4 separate regions of the Mus musculus genome follow, and regions 2, 3 and 4 are each linked to region 1. Evidence: chromatin contacts called from public HiChIP or PLAC-seq data. All regions are on one chromosome and are shown on one strand. Each heading gives the region's core, a stretch centred on a gene start, on an enhancer-like site or on the middle of the called end of the contact. The rest is flanking DNA. Distances are from core to core; before and after follow the strand shown. Region 1 overlaps Abhd2 (abhydrolase domain containing 2). Region 2 holds the start of Aen (apoptosis enhancing nuclease). Region 3 holds the start of Acan (aggrecan). Region 4 overlaps Acan (aggrecan).

Region 1 (3,107 bases), core at 199-2,698:
AGGCTGCACGTGGGAATTTGGAGCCATGGTGAACTACATCAAGAGGACATATCCCCAGACCCAGCTGGTCGTCGTGGGCTTCAGCCTGGGTGGTAACATCGTGTGCAAATACTTGGGGGAGACGCAGGCAAACCAGGAAAAGGTCCTGTGCTGTGTCAGTGTGTGCCAGGGGTACAGCGCACTGAGGTGAGTCATCCAACACACACACAGAGACACACACACACACACACACACACACACACAGGTTTCTCCCCTTGGGTCCTTCAGTTGACAGTACTTGTTTATAGAGCTCGCCCAGGACAGCAGGGTCCAGGGAGCACCTTGCAGACTGAGCAAAGGTTTCCAACACTTAGGCTCAAATGGGTTTGCCTCCGTGTCGTCCTAGGGCTTGTTACACCTGAGGTCTGTATAGTACTCTAGGATCAGGTCCGTAATCGGATCATCAAAGTGACTGCTGCTTCTCTAGGGAGTCTCGGATCGTGTCTGAGTTTCCAGAATACGGCAGGACTACGAGTTAACAAGAGAGCACAGCAGACAGCAGCATCCGACCCCCTGGGCCTTGTGACCCCCAGGTCCCCCCATCCAGTGGAGGCTTTGAGTCTCAGATGGTGTCGGAAGCAGCTTGTGGAAATCTCCTCAGCAGGTCCTCACCTGAAGGATTCTTCTCTCAGGCATCCCAGCCATCCTCCCAGAGAAGCCGCGGGAGCAAATACCTCAGCCCTTAGTCTCCAGTCAGCAGACACGCTATACAGGATGAGGTCATGTGTGAAGTGCTCAGCACAGCACCCAGCCACAGAACGGAATTGTCGGCTGCATCATTACTGTTCACTGGAAAATTAGAGAGGGTGGGTTAGGTCAGGGGATCCCAGAGGCCAGTCTGGTGAGCCATTGGCTGTCTCGGTTCTTTGAGAATCGCTGGGGTGGCTGGCAGAATGGCTTGGTGAATGAGGGGCTTGCTGGGTAAGTCTGATCCCCAAAACGCAGCTGTCCTCTGACCTCCACTGTGTGCCATGGCATGCTCACCCCCACACATCATCCTGAACACACAATAATAACAAGGAAGGTTTAAAACAGAAGAGTCGCTTGAGGGGATCATGCTAGAAAGAAGCTCAGCCCGGCAGAGCCCCACATCTGGAAACTCTAACTTGGTAAAGCCTGGGAATTTGCCTTCCAGACCCGTTTTGTAGATGGTCCCACGTTAAGCAGTCACTGGGTGTGGTGACCTGAGCAGTCTCTGAGCTCTGGCATTCTAGAACTAGGTTAGCCTCTTGGCCTGTAGATGGCTGAATCCGTATTCCCTTTATCTTGGCCCAGTGAGAAATATTCAACTCCCAGATCATGTCACAGAGATCCAGAGCTAGCCAGAATCTGTCCTGCCCAGCCTGGATAAGAAAAGGATACTCAGGAGGACAGACAGCCTGCCACCTGACCCGAGGGAGCAGGGCCTAGAGATGTGGGGTCCTCCCTGCCTTTACCTGACAGCTGATGTGACAGTCAGCATCCTGTCATCTTTAGTGTTAGAAACCACTAGATTCCCTCCCTGACTTCAGCACCAGGGAGCTTGCTGTAAATGCTAACCTAGTGTGCACAGAGCACTGGGCTTTATAAATAGGAAGCTTGTGACAAATTTGTCCTCTCCTCCCTCCCTCCTGCTCAATGCCCCAATCTTACAAGCACAGGCTTCCTCGCATTTTGCAGCAATAGCGCCATCTGCTGTCAGTAGATGATCAGCACAGTGAACAAAGTAAGGGGTTCAAATAAGATTGAATGCAATAGGAACCTAGGATCTGTGAAATGCGTCTTTTTCCACTCCTTCCCTGTTACCTCTAAGAGTTACATACAGTTGCCTATTGTCACATGAGCCCCGTGCAATGGGGGGTGGCGGGGGGATGGAGTAGGCCGATTCTTTAGTACGTGGTTGACCTATGGCTGAAGCCTGCGTCTGCCACATGGGATGTGGCAGCTCAGAGAAGTGCCTTCTCACCCGGATCAAGCGGCAACAGGGGTCAAAGGTCAAGAGGGGAGGAACCAAGTCGAGTAGCAACAGGTTGTGGCTTGATGGTTAAGAAGAAAAAGGTATTAGGCACGTGTTCCTAGTGGCCCACCTGTGATGATCTTTCTGTACCTGTAGAGGTCCCAGGCACGACAGTGGCTTCCGACCTCCGAAGGTGTGTTGTTCTCCACTGGAAGCCTCAGCTTTTGGTTTCTAAGCACATTACACCTTTATGCTCCCCACTTTTTAAAAAGAAAATCTACTGGAGCAGATCTCAGCAAGCCAGGTGGGCGTCAGGCGTGCTGCTGACAACCAGCTGTGCCTTTCTGGCCTTGGAGGCTTCCTGCAGGGTCGTCTTCAGAGAGACTCTTGGCTTCTCCCCGGATGTTTGAATGCTACACATCAGAGCTGTTATCCAACATGAGAGTCAAAGCCAGCCTGTACTTCCCACAGAGCCCCTCATGCCCGTCATGGAGTCTAACTTTCTGTGGTCCCCGCAGGGCCCAGGAGACCTTCATGCAGTGGGACCAGTGCCGCAGGTTCTACAACTTCCTCATGGCCGACAACATGAAGAAGATCATCCTGTCTCACAGGTATAGGACCCTCTCCTCTGTCTCAGGTGGTACCTTGGTACCTCCCACTAAGACGAGACAAGGAACCTCTCCACATACCATCTTCACCCAGTTGAAGTAGTCCTGAGGTGGCCTGTCACTGTTTAGGTGGCCAGGACTTGGTCTTTGCGGGAAGCTCAGAGCAGAGCATCATGCCGCCTGCTCAAGGCGCAGGCCTTGGGAGCAGTGGGGAAGACACAAGAGCCTGCCAGGGATGCCTGTGATGGTTTTGTTTTCACTACTCCCATTGTAGTCTTTCACCCTCCTCCCTGGCACTTCCCCTCCTCTCTAACTAGACTGGAGCTTGCTCCCTTTGCCTCTCCACGCCTCTGTCGTTGTCAGCGGCTGCTCCCTAGGCCCAGCCCATTCCTCAAGGCCCATCTCAGGTCTCCCTTCTCCCACCAGGCTGTCTTCCAGAGGCTCCTAGGTCTGTCCTGTACTTCAGGGGTGTTGGCCATGCTTCTCCTCCTCCTAGATAGAACCTGGTACCCAAGGAACATCAA
Region 2 (3,107 bases), core at 167-2,666, 450 kb before region 1:
AGCAGAATGTTTGAGTATACGGATTTTAAGGGCAGATTGATGCTGTCAGTTTAGCAAAATAGTAGATTTGCTTCTGGGGCCCATGAGCTCCTCCGGCTTTCCCTTTTTAAACTTACTTTTAAAAACCTGTTTTGTGTGTAAGTGTGTGTGTGCATGGAGGGGCAGGGGCTGAACACACATATGCAGGCTAAAGGACAACTTCAGGGACTTTCTTTCTTTCTTTCTTTCTTTCTTTTTTTTTGGTTTTTCGAGACAGGGTTTTTCTATGTAGCCCTGGCTGTCCTGGAACTCACTCTGTAGACCAGGCTGGCCTCGAATTCAGAATCTGCCTGCCTCTGCCTCCCATGTGCTGGGATTAAAGGCGTGGGCCACCACCGCCTGGCTCAGGGAGTTTCTTGTTGATTGGGGTATCTCGTTTCTGCCTACCCTAGCTGGCCAGAGAGCTCCAGTTAGTTTTTCTGTCTCCATATATCATCTAACTGTAGGAGTTACTGAGGTCACAGATAAATACCACTGCATCTGGCTCGCCTGCCCTCCCTCCGTCTTCTTCTTCCTCTGTCTCTCCCTCTCCCCCTCTCTACCTCTCTCCTCTGCGTAGCTTTGGCTATCTTGGAACTTGCTCTGTACACCAGTCTGTCCTGGAACTCGGAGATCTACCCGCCTCTGCCTCCGGAGTGCTGGGATCAAAGGTGTGTGCAACCACGCCCAGAGCTGCCTAGGCTAAGAAGGTTCAGGGATCAAATTCAGATTGTCAGGATTACAGAGAGAGCAAGCACCTTTTTTACCGCTGAGCAACTCTCCCATTCCTAAAAAAAAAAAATCACAAAGGAATACTTAAGATGAGTGTGGTGGCAAAACGCGTGATCCCAGCACTAGGGTGGCAGAGGCAAGAGGCTCATTCACAGCTAACACAGAAAAAGCGAGGACATTATGTGAACTTGACACTAGAAAAAAAAAAAAAAGAAAATGAGAGGACAGCTTGAGATCCTGTCTCAAAAAACAAAACAAAAAATAAACAAACAAAAAACCCAAATCAAATAAATATTGAAAAAGCAGTGCAGAAGAAGCAAACCTGATTTTTTTTCCCCCAAGTTTAACGAATACTGTATTATTTCACGGACTTCTCACAACCCCAAGCCTGGAGGGGCTGCAGTTCCCCGAGGCAGATCGGGATGTGCTCTTTGAGGCTTTAAGTCTTTGAAGGTTGCGGTTCACTAGGCGTCGGGTCAGAAACCGGACGTTCCATTCGGTTTTATGCTAACCTCCTAAACGCTGCCCTATCCCGGCGCAGGCCACGCCCTCTTCCTTCGGTAGCCCCACCCCTTCCAGTTGGCACACTTACTGAGGAGGAGCAGGATCAACCAATCAGAAGAGTCCTTAGGCGGGCGCTACGCCCCAGAGAACCAATAGACAGGTAGCCGAAGCCGGGCTTGTCCGGGCAAGGAGCTTCCGCACCCGGCAAGGGTTCCACGTGAAACCTGGGAAAGCGCGGCCGGGTTTTCAGGTGAGCTAGGGGACGGCCACAGGGAGTCCCGGGCCGCCCGTTTCTGTCGCCAGCCGCCTGTGGCTCTCGGGACGGGTTGGTTTGCAACTAGGCCGGGGCGCGGCCTCACGTGGTCCTGGCCGGACTCGGGGCCGGTGGGCCTCAGGGGACGGCGCGGACGTTGAGCGTCCTCTGGACGCCTCAGCTGGTGAGCGCGGACTGTCCTCGTACTTTTGTTTTGTTTTGTTTAAAATTGGTCTGGTAAGCTTTTGGGCAGCATCGGGGACCTTTATTGCGCCACCCTTTCTCAAACTGGGATGATTATCGCAATCGTGACTTGAGGGTGGGATCTCGGGTCCTAATCCCCAAACTTTGCCTTCTACCTAGAACGGTTGATGCCATCCGGTTACTTTGTGCTAGAACAGGGTCTCGACAGACAGACAGAGACCTGGGCATGGCAGGCAGGGCATGGCAGGTGGGGCCCTTATGACAGTGACGTTTCTGGCTTTGTAGCTTCTTGGGAGCCTTCTCATCTGGAATCCTCTTGGGTCAGGGACCCTCACTTGAAGGCCACGTGCCTACCATACTGACCAGAGTTAAGATATGGAATATTTGTACGTGGCCTTGTTGAAAGGACTGTGTCCTCTTCTCTCCAACTAAGCTGAGCTCCATTCAGGGCTGCAGGCTGTGGACGTTCTCTTTGTAATTGTTGGTTCTGACATGTTCACAGGGTGAGGGACTATAGGAAATGGCTGCTTTTTATCTCTTAACACAAATACAAAAGTACAGAGACTTTTTCTCAAGGGGACCTGATTTTAGCTTCTTTCAGACCTTGCCGGCAGGGACAGGAAAGTCTATGATCAGCAGGGTTAGCACAGGTCTTCTTAGCCAGATTTTCTCCCTTTGAGGTGTGGTTTGTGGAAATGAGGAGGTTGCTGACAACCTGTTTTTAAAAGAGGGGGTGCTATTTGGAGAGTGAACGAGCAAGCTGAGAGCCATTGAGTCAGCATGGGTCACTGGGCCTCCCCCTGGCTAAGTGGACCTTTACTCACACACATGCTGGCATCAGCAAACACAGGACTGGTCTTTCCTCCTATCTTACTGCTACTTACCCTGTGTCTTGATTAGGGGTTTACTGCTGTGAACAGACACCGTGACCAAGGCAACTGTTACAAGGACAACATTTAATTGGGGCTGGCTTACAGGTTCTGAGGTTCAGTCCATTATCATGGTGGGAGCATGGCAGCATCTAGGTAGGCATGGTGCAGAAGGAGCAGAGAGTTCTATATCTTCATCTAAAGGCAGATAGAAGACTGGCTTCCAGGCAGCTAGGATGAGAGTCTTAAAGCCCACGCCCACAGTGACACTCCTCTAACAAGGCTAGACCTCCTAATAGCGCCACTCCCTGGGCCAAGCATATACAAGCTTTCACACCTGTGATAATATTGCTCAGGCCCCTAGTCTGAGCTCATCCTCCGATGAGATAGCTGTGATGGCCCCTGCAGTCTTCCAGTGACTCCATATCCTTCTCCATTCCATTCCACCTGTCTCCACGCCCCCTGCTTCCTAGCTGTTTACCAGCACCAAGCTCTTTGCTCTGTGCCTGTCAGGTTTCTCTTCTCTG
Region 3 (3,107 bases), core at 343-2,842, 300 kb before region 1:
GGCCCTCCGGGATATACGTCAAATATGATGCCACTTTGCAGACAAGGACAGTCCGTGGTCACCCAGAGCGTGACTTGAGAAATGCTTTAGACTTTAAGAGACTAGTGTTTCCTAAGAAAATGTTTTTTAGTTTAATTTTTTAACAAAGAGATTGATGTTTCTAGAAAATAACTCATAAGATTCCACTCTATTCTTCTAAAAAGCAAACACACTAGCCTCTGAGCAGCGCTGACTACCATTGAAATGTGCTGACTGTGACCCAGAGCAGCCAATATACAGGTGGGAAAGAAGGCAGGCCACCCAACAGAACACCTGAGCCACAGCCCACCCTGGGCTTCACCCCCTGTACAAGAAAGAAACAGTCAAAGAATGCTCTGGGCCAGGGCCAGTCCCAAAGACCACTAGCCAGTGAGGTATGCACACAATTCCAGCATAGTCAACCTGGGGAAACTGAGGCACATCACTTCTGACCTCTCATCAAGAAAAAACTTGGTCGGTTCTCTCTGTAGTCTGCAAAGAACCCACTTCTTGCCCAGTGAGAGATTCGGGAGATTTCCACTGCACTGCCTGAGGCCACTGTGCTTTAATGAGAAGAACACCCGCTTCCTCTCAAGGCCAGCAGCGGTCTGAATCCCCAGCCCCCAAACACACTGCAGCTTGCCCAGCTAGCTGCTCCTGTGAGGGGTGACCTTGACTTGAAGTTAGCCCCAACTTGCTGGACAACTCCACCACTTTCTGAGCCCCATGGTATATGTGAGCATTGTTGGGAGGTGAGAGGTAGTGTTGTAATATTTAACTTATTGGACTCGTTAGAGAAATTAAAATCACTGTATGCTGCAACTAGCTTATAGAAGGGATCCAAAGACTCTTAGATTTTTCTTTTTCCGGGAAACAAATTTATTAAAGAGTGTTGTAGAGGCCAGGCCGTAGCGAATTCCTGCTTGAGATGTCCTTGGTCTATGTTGCGTTTTGAAGACACCCCTCCCCGCGCCCTCAGCCTTGTGCCTTGTGCCTCTGTAGCTGCCTCATCTCCTCTCTCCGCCCTTGCGTCTCGGGGTACCCCACCCCCAAAACTTTCCAACAGTGTTCTATGAAGATTCTTTCAAATCGCATTCCCAGAGTAGGGGGTCGTCCTGTGCGATGGCATCTTTCTGGGTATCAGCTGCAAATCGCATCCCGATACCAGGGAAACACCCCGACCCCAACCCCAGCACCGGACTGCTACCCTGACAGCAGGAGCCGGGTGCCTTCGGCACTCTGCGGGCGCAGCCCTCCGGGGCCGCCTGGACTGCGGAGCTGCCGACCGCAATGCAGACGCGGGCCCTCCAGTGCTGCCCGCACAGCTTTCCTCCGCGGCCCCAGGAGCTGCGGGGTCCGCGCTCCTCTCGTGCCCTGCGCGCCCGGAGCCTTCCCCAGCTGAGCGCGGTCCCCAGCCCGGGTCCTGCGCGCTCCGGACGTTTCTGCCTTCCCCTCCCCCCGCAGATTGGCCCCGGGGGTGGGGTTTCCCTGTGCGCTCGCCCCCACCCCTCGTGTGTGCCCTCCCCTCCCCCGCCCGCCCCTATGTATGTGTCACCGCGCACCATTCCCGCCCACCTACCTCCCCGCGGTGCCAGAGGGGCTCACAGAGCTGAGGACGCGTGCGGAACGGCTCAAGGTCCCTCACTCTCTCTCCGCATCCTCGCCGGCTAGCATCTGACGCAGGTGCCGAGGGAGTTCGGGCACCTTTCTGTGTCCCTTCCCTTCATCGACCCTGCTCCGAAACCTAGTCAGCCAGCCACCACTGCGGCCACCGCCCGAGGGGACTTGCGGAGAAGACGCCGGCGGGAGAAGGGGTTCGCAGGGCCCCCCCCCCCCCGCGCAGAGCATCCCTGCTGCAGCGCAGCAAGACCCGGGGCTGGCAGCCCCCAGGAATCCCTAGCTGCTTCGCAGGGATAAAGGACTGAAGTTCTTGGAGGAGCGAGTCCAACTCTTCAAGGTAAAGAAAAGGCTCCTTCTCTCCAGGGGAGCTCTGTCCCAGGGCATCTGGGAATGCTGCTGAGGACAGGCGCCTAGGTGCTGGGGGTGGCGTGCCTTGGTGCCCACATTGGGTATGTGTGTTGAGACTCTCACGACCTCCGCTGCATGCACACGGAAGTTGAGCAAACTCAACTGCTGCCCGGACTCAAAGTGAATGGGAACACGTGGAGGGGCTCCAGCTCTGAGTACACAGAATTAAGAAAGACCAGAGATTTTTCAAGTTTAAGGTATGGGGGCGCTAAACTGAAGTGTAGAGCGAGTAGCAGTTTTAAAGCCAAGGAAATGTGGGTTCAAATCCCACTCCCCCCCCCAACGCGCCCCCCCCCCCTGTCCTCTGGGTGCCCCATAAGGCTTTCATCTTCTCTTGGGAAGGCCAATTGACCAGAGAATCAACAAAGTTACATGAACAGCTGATCAGATAGGCGGCAGATACCTGAGAAAGGATGAGAAAACTCGTGGGTCCCATTGGGTTTATGGCAGGGATCTCAGGATACTCAAAGCGGTAGGAAAGAGGAGGAAAGATATCAGCTGAGTCTGGGACAGGGCTACTGCTCCCAGGGGAGATCGGGCGTTTGTCGAGGTGGAAAGAAGACATGGGGATGCAGGACGGTCCCGAAGTTTTTCCATTTCTGCGCTTTTCTGCAACCCTTCCAATACCAGGGCTGGGTGGGAGGGTGACAGCGTGTCAGTAAGCTGTGGGTGTGGAGGGCTGTCTGCTTCAGGAAGAAGAATCCCGCCCAAATTATTCGGACTTGCTGCTGCCCGCAATCCGGAGCTAGGCTCTGGAGCGGGCATTCACTAGTCTCACTATAGAGCATCTCAGGTCCCAGAGGTTTGGTGGGCATGTTAATTCCAGTTCTGTGGGGTGGGGAGTGTCAGTGGGAGGCAACGGGAAGATCTTCTGTGAGGTAGCTTGCCTTGGTGCTTCTGCCTCTGGGTGTTGCAGTGGGCTGGTGTCTAGACCCTGAAAAGCACCTATGGCATCTCCCCTAGGGAAGGGAATCTACAACAATGCAATGACTTTTTACAGGTCATTGATTTAGGGACAGAGTCAGAATTAGGGTCTAGATTTTTGAGGCTGAAGTCAGCTC
Region 4 (3,107 bases), core at 225-2,724, 270 kb before region 1:
CCTCCCCCTCCTCCTCTTCCTCCTCCTCCTCTTCCTCCCCCCCTCCTCTTCCTCCCCCTCCTCCCCCTCCTCTTCCTCCCCCTCCTCCTCTTCCTCCTCTTCCTCCTCTTCCTCCCCCTCCTCCTCCTCTTCCTTCTCCTCCTCCTCCTCTCCCTCCCCTCCTCCTCCTCCTCTTCCTCCCCCTCCTCCTCTCCCTTTCCCTCCTCCTCCTTCTCCTCTTCCTCCCCCTCCTCCTCCTCTTCCTCCTCCTCCTCTTCCTCCTCCTCCTCTTCCTTTTTCCTTTTCCCTGTTTCCTGTTTCTCTAGCTTTTGGAAGGGCAGTGGTGTTGCTTTTGAATGAAAACAGTTTTTTCTTTATGAAAAGTCACCTGGCCTGATCCTCCTGTCAGGTAGGAAGCCTCCCCTCCCACATCTATTTCCATCGTCCCCAATTCACGGGTTCTAAGTGTTTCACACAGGCTGGTGGGAGAGAGTGGCACTGGTGGGTCCCTGCTGATGCTACAGCCTGTGTGTGTACAGTGCCAAAGGCACAGTGCCCAGCCCAGATGAGAAGAACTGACTGGCAAGACATCTCACTCCATCTGTGAAACAGCAAGAACAGGTCTTGTGTTAATAGGCAGTAAGTGACCCGGCAGGGCCAGGACCTGGGTCTGAGTCTTGACAGAGCTGCTAAAAAAGGAATTCAGAATGAGAGAATGAGCTACACTTTCAATGATGTGATCTGATGAAGTCCCTGCCTCCAACTATGGACCATATTCACACGTATGCACACAAACACACAGGCACATACATACAGAGACATACACACAAAGACAGACTGACACACATGCACATGCGTGCATGCAGTCACACATCACAGAGAGAGACAGAAACACACAGACACACACACACAGAGACAGAGAGAGAGACAGAGACAGAGACAGAGACAGAGATATGAAAAGCAGGAACCTGCAGCTTTTCCTGGTCAAGCTTCTAACAATTGATCAATCCCTGGCACACAAGGATCCTTGAGGCTTTCTGCTGGGCCATCCCCGTGCTTCTGAGCTCCCACTGCTGTCCATCTCAGGCCTTCCTCTCATCTCCCCATCCTCAACACCCTTCATGTACCATCCCTTCCCACGGCCTCGCTTTCCTTCCCATTGAGAAAGGTCTCTCTGTCCACGAGTGAGCGTGGGCTGGCAAAGTCAGTATCCTCACATAAAAGCCTCACTGAGTCTCTGAGAGGCTTGGAACCCAGACAGAATGGAATTGCTCCCTATTTTTCTTTACAACTGAGAAAACACACACAAACACAAGAGCATATTTATTGCGATAATTCTATCCCAAAGTTTTTAAGAAGAAGAAATAAAATTAGTCTTGCTGCCTACTCCGCACCAGCCCCCTCCCTTTCATTCCTTCACATTTCCTGGTCTAAGCCAGGGAGAAAAACAGAGCCAGCCCAAACCCCACAGAGCACCATTGCATCCCAGACAATGTCCAGCTTGTTCAGAGAGCGAGGGAAGAAACACAACTCCGAAACATACACAAGACTTCCAAGTGAAGGGTGTTCTGAGGGAGGAACAGGCTAGCTTTGTGTCTGGGTCTTGGGTAAAGGTCCCTCTGCAAACACACCTCAGGCTGATCTTCCTTGACCCTCCAGGAAACCATTTCCTAGCCCTGACTGGTTCACTGATCTTGAACAAGAACCCCTCTCCAACTCTGTGTCTCCTCAAAGTGCCAGACCTGGGGCCCCAGAAATTTATTTTTTTAAGTTAGTATCTAAGTCATAAAATCCCTAAGGAGAAGCAAGGGGCCATTTCTCAGAACTGTGGAACTTTCCAGACTTCCTACAGCACAAGGGGTCATGTGCCTCTATGCCCTCAGCCGCACAGACAGGCCTTTCATTTCTCAGGCCTGGGTCGAGGACTGATGGTCAAAAATGCCAAGCTCCAGAGACAGGAAAGGGTCCCCTTGTCCTGGGCCCAGACTGTTCCTCCCCAGGAACCCCTGGATGGAAATGTCAGTGTCTCCCCTCCCCACAATCTTGATGCTCCTACGGGTGCTGCGCCCTGATCCCTGCGCTGGCCCAGCCTATGGTGACTAAACAGAGAGCGACACCTGCTGGACGGTTGGACTCCAACAGAGCTGAGGCTGGGATCTGGAGGCCAGGGGGAAGGGTGCTGTCTCCATGAAGGATGCTCTCTGTGGCTGCAGATCCCATCTGTCCTCTACCACTGCCCCATCCCCAAGGCTTCCTTTATTATTCTTAGACCAAAAGTAAATGCTGTTGCTGCTGCTGCTGCTGCTGCTGCTGCATGTGGGGCATGGTGTCACACAGTGCAGGTCTCAGAAGGTGTGTGAGTGGCATGGTTGTGTACCCTCCAGGGCAGTGGTACCATGAGGTCCAGATTGTTTCCACATACAGCTGGCTGAAGGCCACTGCTCCAGATGATGGCTTGATAAATTCAGTTATGCTTGCTGGCTGGAGTTGGGGATCCCTACTGTTCAAGGGAGAGCTTTAAGTGGTGGTTGCAACAGATCTGTCATTACCAAGCCTCATGTACTATATACATAATTATGTTCCCCATACTTTCATATGATTGGCATGCAGTCGATTGGTTTGCACATGTGTGCTCCACTACTGACCAATCATTTCATTTCAGCAGAAGATATGCCCTTGCATGACTCTGTGTGTGTGTGCGGGGGAGGGGGGGGAGAGGGAGAGAATAAAGTCAATACAAGTGGAGGCTGTGGGTCCCCAGAGTTGCAGAGACTCAAAAAGAGGCCAGAGCACCTGGCTACACATCTTCAGTTTGAAACTCCACATGTTCAAACCCCAGAAAAAGCTGATGCTTCAGGTCAAGTCCAAAAGGGAGGAGAAAATCAGTTGGAAAGCCATGAGGGGAGAAGTCTCTCTCCCTCTAGAAAGGGTCCTTTTTATGTTAAAGCCTTCAGGTGGTTGGCTGTGACCCACCCACACTGCAGAGGGGAGGCCCTCTAGGTCTACAGATTCTGGGGTTTATGCAAAACCCCTCACAGTGTATAAACCTGAGCATCTATGGTCCACCTGGCACATATCAGTAGCTATCACTGGGATTCATTAGGACGAGCCTCCACTGGAAGATGGGA

The links. HiChIP or PLAC-seq counts read pairs in DNA pulled down with a chosen protein or histone mark.
Region 2: a contact with region 1 is called in an H3K27ac HiChIP or PLAC-seq map of the NIH/3T3 cell line, with 4 times the contacts expected there. The contact joins the promoter of Aen here to the enhancer-like site in region 1. A contact is called at or near these places in 4 of 39 promoter capture datasets (the HPC-7 cell line, embryonic stem cells, pre-B cells and 1 more), 11 of 115 datasets of contacts at active chromatin or transcription factors (the NIH/3T3 cell line, T-cell acute lymphoblastic leukemia, embryonic stem cells and 6 more) and 1 of 9 other capture datasets (liver).
Region 3: a FOXA1 HiChIP or PLAC-seq map of pancreatic cancer cells shows a contact between it and region 1. The contact joins the promoter of Acan here to the enhancer-like site in region 1. A contact is called at or near these places in 7 of 39 promoter capture datasets (the 3T3-L1 cell line, the C10 cell line, cranial neural crest and 4 more), 1 of 484 Hi-C or Micro-C datasets (embryonic stem cells) and 2 of 115 datasets of contacts at active chromatin or transcription factors (embryonic stem cells and pancreatic cancer cells).
Region 4: a FOXA1 HiChIP or PLAC-seq map of pancreatic cancer cells shows a contact between it and region 1. The contact joins two enhancer-like sites. A contact is called at or near these places in 1 of 15 datasets of contacts at CTCF or cohesin (the NIH/3T3 cell line), 5 of 484 Hi-C or Micro-C datasets (the G1E-ER4 cell line, embryonic fibroblasts and embryonic stem cells), 2 of 115 datasets of contacts at active chromatin or transcription factors (embryonic stem cells and pancreatic cancer cells) and 1 of 9 other capture datasets (embryonic stem cells).

What each region holds. Positions count from the first base shown.
Region 1 is chr7:79,348,258-79,351,364 of GRCm38.p6, forward strand. It overlaps Abhd2 (abhydrolase domain containing 2), which reads left to right. Exons shown (of 11, transcript NM_018811.6): 6 at 3-186; 7 at 2,494-2,586. Gm24224 (a long non-coding RNA gene) reads right to left here. Exons shown (of 4, transcript XR_003946649.1): 2 at 1-828. Among named protein-coding and RNA genes, the nearest start is that of Gm24224, 4.0 kb to the right of the region's middle. Within about 2 kb of position 1,449, at least 40 of the 459 cell types and tissues checked have an H3K27ac peak or open chromatin away from gene starts, as enhancers often do. A contact at or near this core is called in the NIH/3T3 cell line, neural progenitor cells and pancreatic cancer cells, where this site is marked.
Region 2 is chr7:78,894,511-78,897,617 of GRCm38.p6, forward strand. It overlaps Aen (apoptosis enhancing nuclease), which reads left to right and starts at 1,417. Exons shown (of 4, transcript NM_026531.5): 1 at 1,417-1,504. Gm39039 (a long non-coding RNA gene) reads right to left here and starts at 1,272. Exons shown (of 2, transcript XR_882236.1): 1 at 1,073-1,272.
Region 3 is chr7:79,051,634-79,054,740 of GRCm38.p6, forward strand. It overlaps Acan (aggrecan), which reads left to right and starts at 1,593. Exons shown (of 18, transcript NM_001361500.1): 1 at 1,593-1,975. Gm26633 (predicted gene, 26633) reads right to left here and starts at 1,690. Exons shown (of 3, transcript NR_132432.1): 1 at 1,598-1,690.
Region 4 is chr7:79,078,882-79,081,988 of GRCm38.p6, forward strand. All of the region lies in intron 1 of Acan (aggrecan), which reads left to right. Among named protein-coding and RNA genes, the nearest start is that of Gm26633, 27 kb to the left of the region's middle. Within about 2 kb of position 1,475, at least 14 of the 459 cell types and tissues checked have an H3K27ac peak or open chromatin away from gene starts, as enhancers often do. A contact at or near this core is called in pancreatic cancer cells, where this site is marked.